Regions from separate parts of the Sus scrofa genome. Here region 2 is linked to region 1. The links are chromatin contacts, called in public Hi-C maps. All regions are on one chromosome and are shown on one strand. Each heading gives the region's core, a stretch centred on a gene start, on an enhancer-like site or on the middle of the called end of the contact. The rest is flanking DNA. Distances are from core to core; before and after follow the strand shown. Region 1 has its middle 24 kb from the start of RAPGEFL1. Region 2 has its middle 12 kb from the start of MSL1.

Evidence for each region. A called contact is a pair of places that touch in the nucleus more often than the background predicts.
Region 2: a contact with region 1 is called in a Hi-C map of skeletal muscle, with 4 times the contacts expected there. The contact joins two enhancer-like sites. A contact is called at or near these places in 2 of 5 promoter capture datasets (fetal liver and liver), 23 of 47 Hi-C or Micro-C datasets (adipose tissue, alveolar macrophages, blood and 14 more) and 2 of 2 datasets of contacts at active chromatin or transcription factors (alveolar macrophages and skeletal muscle).

Annotation. Positions count from the first base shown.
Region 1 is chr12:22,170,392-22,174,265 of Sscrofa11.1, reverse strand. No RefSeq gene overlaps it. Among named protein-coding and RNA genes, the nearest start is that of RAPGEFL1, 24 kb to the left of the region's middle. Within about 2 kb of position 1,420, at least 6 of the 83 cell types and tissues checked have an H3K27ac peak or open chromatin away from gene starts, as enhancers often do. A contact at or near this core is called in skeletal muscle, where this site is marked.
Region 2 is chr12:22,247,721-22,251,302 of Sscrofa11.1, reverse strand. No RefSeq gene overlaps it. Among named protein-coding and RNA genes, the nearest start is that of MSL1, 12 kb to the right of the region's middle. Within about 2 kb of position 1,897, at least 63 of the 83 cell types and tissues checked have an H3K27ac peak or open chromatin away from gene starts, as enhancers often do. A contact at or near this core is called in skeletal muscle, where this site is marked.

The DNA.
Region 1 (3,874 bases), core at 171-2,670:
AAGGATCTGGCGTTGCCTTGAGCTGTAGTGTAGGTCACAGACACTGCTCAGATCTGGTGTGGCTGTGGCTGTGGCGTAGGCCAGTGGCTACAGCTCCGATTCGACCCCTAGCCTGGAAACCTCCATATGCTGCGGGAGCGGCCCAAGAAATGGCAAAAAAGACAAAAATAAATAAATAAATAAATAAAAATTGGATTATTTGGAGTTCCCATTGTGGAGCAGCAGAACCAAATCCAACTAGTACCCCTGAGGATGCGGGTTCAATCCCTGGCCTTGCTCAGTGGGTCAAGGATCCGACATTGCTGGGAGCTATGTTGTAGGTCGCAGATGTCGCTCAGATCCTGCGTTGCTGTGGCCGTGGCATAGGTTGGCAGCCATAGCTCCAATTCAACCCCTAGCCTGGGAACTTCCATATGTTTCAGGTGTGGCCTTAATAGCAAAAAAATTAATAAAAATTAAAATTAAAATAAAAAAAAATTAAATTGGGTTTTCTTTTTATTAGTTTCTTTTTTTGACCCTGCCCACAGCATTGCAGAAGTTCTGGGCCCAGGGATCAGACCTGTGACAATGCCAGATCCTTAACTCACTGAGCCACCAGAGAACTCCTTATTAGTGAGCTTTAAGAGTTTTTAGGGAGTTCTCGTCGTGGCTCAGAGATAACGAACCCAACTGATATCCATGAGGATGCAGGTTTGAGCCCTGGCCTCATGAAGTGGGTTAAGGATCCACTGTTTCCATGATCTGTGCTGTAGGTTGCAGACATGGCTTGCATGTGGTGTTGCTGTGGCTGTGGTGCACGCTGGTGGTTACAGCTCCGATTTGACTCCTAGCTCGGAAAAGTTCCATATGCCTTGGATGCGGCCCTGAAAAAAAAAAAAAGAGTTTTTCGGAATTCCTGTCGTGGCTCAGTAGTTAACGGATCCGACTAGGAACCATGAGGTTGCGGGTTCGATCCCTGGCCTCGCTCAGTGGGTTAAGGATCCGGCGTTGCCGTGGGCTGTGGTGTGGGTTACAGGTGCAGCTCAGATCCCGAGTTGCTGTGGCTCTGGCGTAGGCCAGCGGCTACAGCTCTGATTCGACCCCTAGCCTGGGAACCTCCATATGCCGTGGGAGCGGCCTCAGAAAAGGCAAAAGACCGAAAAAAAAAAAAAAGAGTTTTAATATTCACATTTTTAAAACTTTATTTAAATACTGTCCTACTGTATATAAAGTTTAGCAACTTTCCTCCTGGAGGTTAGGCTTGCACCATTCTTCTAGGTCAACAGGTGTAACTCTAGTTTGTTTGGTTTTGTCGCATTGTTTCCTTTTCATCCTTCCACCCAGTGCATCTGGATTCTGCTCTCATTACTCACTGGAGCTGTTCTTGCCAAGGTCACTGATTCCCAGGTTACCAAATCCAAGAGACACTTATCTCACAGTTGGCCTCTCTGGCATTTGCTATTTCTGACCATTCTCCCTTTCTGAACACGCAGGGCTACTTCGGTTGCCCTCAGGATTCCCCTCTGTCCTCTCTTTCTCAGTCTCCCTTGCTGGCCTTCTCCTTCAGCTCGGTCCTTGCCGGTGGGGTTCTTTGGCTCTGTCCTAAGCCTTCTTCTTGTCCCTCTGTACACATGGGCTTCTATTTCATCAATATATTTGTTTGGGGATCTATTGCTGTGTAACAAATGATCCGAAACTTAGTGGCTTTATTTATTTATTTATTTATGTCTTTTTAGGGCCGCACCCACGGCACATGGAGGTTCCCAGGCGAGGGGTTGAATCAGAGCTGTAGCTGCGGGCCTATGCCAGAGGCGCCAGCAACACAGGATCTGAGCCGCACCTGCGACCTACACCACAGCTCACAGCAACTGCCAGATCCTGAACCCACTGAGCGAGGCCAGGGATCAAACCTGCAACCTCATGGTTCCTAGTCAGATTTGTTTCCACCGTGCCACAGCGGGAACGCCAAAACTTAGCGGCTTTAAGCAGCAACACTTTTATAACTTCTTACCATCCTCCAGGCTCATGGAGCTTTAGCTGGACGGTTCTGCTGTCTCCCTTGGGGTGTCTCAGGTGGCTGCAGTCAGAAGGTGACTGGAGCTGGGTGTCCCAGATGATTGGCTTACTCATCTCAAACCTGTTGGAAGAGCTAGAAGCCTGGGGTGGCTGGATCTCTCTCTCTCCGCGTGTCAAACCTCTCCCCCAGGGGGTCTCTACAACGGACTATCTGATTTCTCACATGGGAGCTTGGGGGGGGGGTCCCAAAAGCACAAGGTCTTCTGAAGGCTTAGTTCTAGACCTGGTACAGCTGCATTAAAGGGAGTCACAAGCTGGCCCAGATTCAATGAATTCCAGGAGGCCCGGGTCATTAGGGGCTGTCTTTGGAGACTAGCTACCATGGTTTGTGAGTCACAAATTGCTAGGATTGCTCTTCTAAGTTCTAGACCCTAATATCCAGTGGCCTAATGAACCCTTCTTCCCGCCCTCACCCACCAGGCGCCTCCTCGTCCTCCTTGACCCTCTCTAACTCGGGGTTGGCATCATTTGCACCCAAGAGTTTAAGCCAGTAACTTGGAAATTGTCTATGGCTCCTATCTTCAGCCCTCACATTCTACCTAAATATCTCTAGAAAAAACGCAGCATCTCTGCCTCTGATACCTCATAGCGATCACGGCTAAGGTCAGTGAGTGCTTTCCATGTGTGTACGTGGTTCAGGAGCATTCCATTTAGTCTTTACTTTACAGATGGAGAGTCTGAGGCTGGTAGAGGCTGAGTAGTTTGCCCATGGGCTCACCCTATTCAGGAGTGGGGAGAACTAAGACTTGAGGTCTTGGGCTCTGCACACAGGCAGCCCTGCCTCCAGAGTCTCTGAGCCCAGCCAGTGCCCAGCTGCCCCTTAGGGTAGGCATCCATCATCTCTCACTTAGATGTCCACAGCAGCCTCCCGAGGAGGCTTTAAGCTGGCCCCCCTCTAATGCATCCTCCATGGTACAGACAGAGAGATCTTTCTAGAAGGCAAAGTGGGTCATGGCACTTCTTAGTTTAAACCTGCTAATGGTTTGCCTCTTGTCCTTGAGATAAAATCTAACTTTTCACAATGGATAATTGTCTTTCACAGATTGGTCCATGGCAACAGGACAGTATAGAACGGGTTAATGGTTTTCCATGTGGGCATTTTAGAAATTTGTGGAGGTTTTTTTGTTCATCACGATAAGGATGTGCTACCGGCATTTGATGGCAGGGGTAAAGTGTGCTAGATTGTGGCAATGCAAGGGACCATTCCACACAACCAAGAATTATCCACATGACTTTCAATGTCCTACTGAACATTCTATGTGACAAATCTATTATCATCTGAGGCTAGAATCTATTTCAATTAACCTACACCTCCTAGGGAGGAGGAAACACGTGTATTTCTTTCTTTCCCTTTCTTTCTTTCTTTCTTTTTTGCTTTTCAGGGCTGTACCCGCAGCATATGGAAGTTCCCAGACTAGGGGTCCAGTCGGAGCTACAGCTGCTGGTCTACACCACAGCCACAACAATGCCAGATCCGAGCCACGTCTGGGACCTACACCACAGCTCACGGCAACGACGGATCCTTATCCCACTAAGTGAGTCCAGCGACTCAAACCCGCGACCTCATGGTTCCTAGTTGGATTCATTTCCGCTGTACCACGATGGGGACTCGAGAGACATATGTATTTCTAATTCATCCTTACCATGAGGATGCAGTCCTTTGGGGTCCCATCTCTATAAAGGAGGATCTCCAGGGTTTTTTTGTTTGGTTGGTTTTTGGCTGCACCTAAGGCATATAGTTCTCAGGTCAGGAGTTCCCGTCATGGTTCAGCAGAAACAAATCCGACTAGTATACATGAGGATGAGGGTTTGATCCCTG
Region 2 (3,582 bases), core at 648-3,147, 77 kb before region 1:
ACACACTCTCTCTCTCTCTCTCTCTCTCTCTCTCTCTCTCTCTCTCTCTCTCTCCTTGGGATCCCAGAGCAGGGAGAGGAGGGAGAGCCAAGAAAAGAAAGGAGGTCCCAGAGGGTTGGAAGGACCCCCAGGGGCAAAATGAGTTTAACAGAAAACCAGCAGGAAGAGCCTTTCAATGGGGGAGGGTGGGGACACCCCTGGCCTATTCTAGCTTCCTGAGACCCAGAAACTGTGACCAGAGGAAGCAGAGGGTCTCTAAAGCAAATCACAAAGGCTCCTGAGAATGAAATCTGAGCCTTGAATGCAAAGCGCCTGGAGAATGGGGGATGGACACCAGATCAGAAAGGTTTCCTTCTATAGGCAGACAGAGCCAGGGTGGGGCATGGGAGCCAAAGCCAGGGATGGGCCCAGGCTCAGCCCCTCTGCTCTCCCTTCCCTCCTCCATCCCATGCAGCCTCTCTGGGGACCAGAGCCCCCATTACTGTCTTAAATGTGACCGTTGACTCCTGGCCTCTCCATGCTTCATTTTTTGAGTAATGTGCTTTCCTCTGATTCTCATAGAGCCTTTTTCTCTCACTTCTCTGCACGGTTTCCTCTCTGTGCCTAAAAGGCTCTGAGCTCAAGGAGCAGACAGCCCTGCAGGCCCAGCTGCAGTGACCTACATTGGCTCTCCCCTAGGCCCTGGGTGTGGGGGCTGAGGTTTCAAGATAGGAACTTGGGAATCTGGCACAGGTTAGGGATGACAGGCTGCAAAAGCAGCACAGAGGGACCTCAAGGCAGGGGGCGCCACAGGACTGAGTTCTCACTTTGTCATTTGTGGACAATATAAGACTTTCAGCCTCCAAGTGCAAAAGCATTTCTGAGCAGTGACCCCCACCCCCACCCCCCAGAAAGGAGCCAGAGGTCTCTGACAGGCCTGGTCTCTATTCATTAGATTTGGGAGTGGTTTCTGCCTGCTCCCCATTCTCACTGAACCCACCCCAGTCGGCTACAGCTGGCTGGAAAGATTTCCTTGGCCTTGATGTAGACCAGTGAGTTCAAATTTCAGCTGATTTATTTCAGGAACATGGAAGCTGAGTAGAGGCGGTCAGATATGCAAAAATTCAGTCCCAAGCTTTACTATATAGAGACTAGTTCCTTAGACCCAAGGACTCTGGGAAGGATCCAGAAGGAGCCCCAAGGCTGAACGACCATTTACGAAATCCTCACCTCAGGACCCTGATAGCTGAACCTCTCCTTCCAGCTCTAGGCCTTCTGGGACAGGGAAGGCAGGTTCCGAAATAGGGTTTTTTCCCCTTTTCCCACCATAAACCAGTGTTTAGGATGCCCACCGCATCCAGATTGTGGATGTTTTGCCCTGGCAAGGAAATCCTCTTGCGGGGGCGTGGGGGTGGAATTAGGTGGTGGTGACAGAGAATGATAGATGAGCCTTTTGCTTAGCAGAGAGGGAGAGAAAGAGAGGGAGAGCGCGAGCAGGCTCTGCAGGATTGGGTGGCTCTCCTGTCCAAAGGGCTTCCCCTTGGCCAAGCCCCACCCCAAAGCCCAGGAAGTCCAGAGCTTGGCACGTCGCCAGGGTGAGAGCATTCCGCAGGACTCTGACGGGCTGTGGGGGAGGGTGGCGGTGTTCCGACCACGAGGATGGGGGAGGGGGAGGAAGCGCGCAGGGGAGGAAATGACCACGGAGAAGAGGGTGAGGGTAAGAGGCGGGGACCTAGTTCCCAGTCCCACGAGCCCCTTTCAGAGAGAAGGGCTGAGGCTGGACGTCTTTCCAACGGCCATGCGAAGGGGCTGCAGCTTCGGAGCCAATGACCCTTAGGTCACCTCTCTGCTCAGGGTCACAACTGACATCCCAAACTGTCCTCGGGAGAGTCTCTCCCCCCTCCGGAACCCTGGGACTGCGGTTGAGCTCGGGAGCCCCCGCGTGGCGAAAATCTGGAACTGCGGCTGGGCTGGGGGCGGAGCCCTTCGGCTCCGCCTCGGTCTCTCCCCCAGCGCCCCGCCCTTTTCCCCCACTAGGCCCAGGACTCTGGAAATAGCACCTGGTAATGGGAGTGCTGACAGATGCTGAGTTATAGGGGAGCAAGTGTCCCTGGCCCTTAACGTTCTAGCTTGAGGACTTTGGAGCTGTTTCTCCTGAAACTAGGTGCCCCAGGACTCCTCCCATTCCCTTCCACACAGGGCTCTTCAACATGCCCCTGGGTAGTGTGCTTCTTGGCTACAATGACGTCCCCTTCCTGTGCCCCAAGATTTGCAGCTCGGGGGTTATCTACTATTCACAACCCGCTATGACTTTGGAGGGAGAAATGGCCCCTGAATACTCTGATTTGATTTGATTTTTTATTTATTATAATTATTTTCTTACTTTTTAGGGCGGCACCCAGGCTTATGGAAGTTCCCAGGCTAGGGGTCCAACTGGAGCTGCAGCTGCAGGCCTACGCCACAACCACAGCAATGTGGGATCCAAGCCACGTCTGCGACCTACACCACAGCTCACAGCTCACGGGATCCCCGACCCACTTATCGAGACCAGGGATCAAACCCGCATCCTCGTGGATACTAGTCCATGATTTGTTTCTGATGCGCCACAAGGGGAACCCGCCTCCCAATACTCTGATCTTAAATTTACCCTTCGCCACTCTTCCTCCTCTGAGCACCGCCTCACTTACAACTCCTAGTCTGCCTCCAACCACATACTTTCCATCAGCCCAATTCCCTACCCCATCTCTGAACCTCACATCTCATGTGAGGAAAAGAAGTGGAGAGGAAAATAGACAAAGCCTAGGTCAGAATTTTTCCCAAGGAAATGGTTTCCTCTGTTTAGCTTCACTTGACCTATTTTCTAGCTTTTTTAGCCCAGCTCTGTGCATCAAGCCTTTTCACTGGACTAATTTTTGGTGTCCTGCCCTCTCCACCTTCCCCCAACATGATTTCTGAGAGGCTCTTCCCATCCAGGACAAAAGTTCTTAATTCTGAGAGAGGAGGATTCTCCATTTTGGAAATATCTCCCAGCTTGAGGAATCTGAGCCCATAGAGGAAGAACCAGCATCTCTGGGGAAGGAGCGGTGATGGAAGTGGCAAGAAGCGGAACACTCACTGTAGGAGAGAGGTCACGCTCCCTTATCCAGGCCACATTTAAAGAACTGGTATCGGGGATCTCAGAGAGGTCTGCCAACAGCATGAAGAACTCTAGGGGGAGTTCCCCTTGTGGCACAGTGGGTTGGGAATCGAACTGTAGCAATTCCATGTGCCGCAGACGTTCGGGTTGGACCCCCTGCACCGTGCAGTGGGTTAAGGGATCTGGCCTCGCGGGCGTCGGCTACTCCACTTCGATCCCTGGCCGGGGGAACTTCCATACGCCACGTGCACGGCTATTTAAAGAAAGAAAGAAATTAAGAAAGGAAAGAAAAAGAAAAACCTCTGGGGAAATGGAATTGGAGTAGAGGTGACCAGCTTTGCAGTTAAGGATTAAAACCCTACTCAACTCCACCTCCAAACCAGTTTTCTTCAGCGATATCCCTCCTCCTTCTTTTTCTTTTCTTTTTTGGCTGCACGCACCGCATGTGGAAGTTCCTCCGTCAGGGA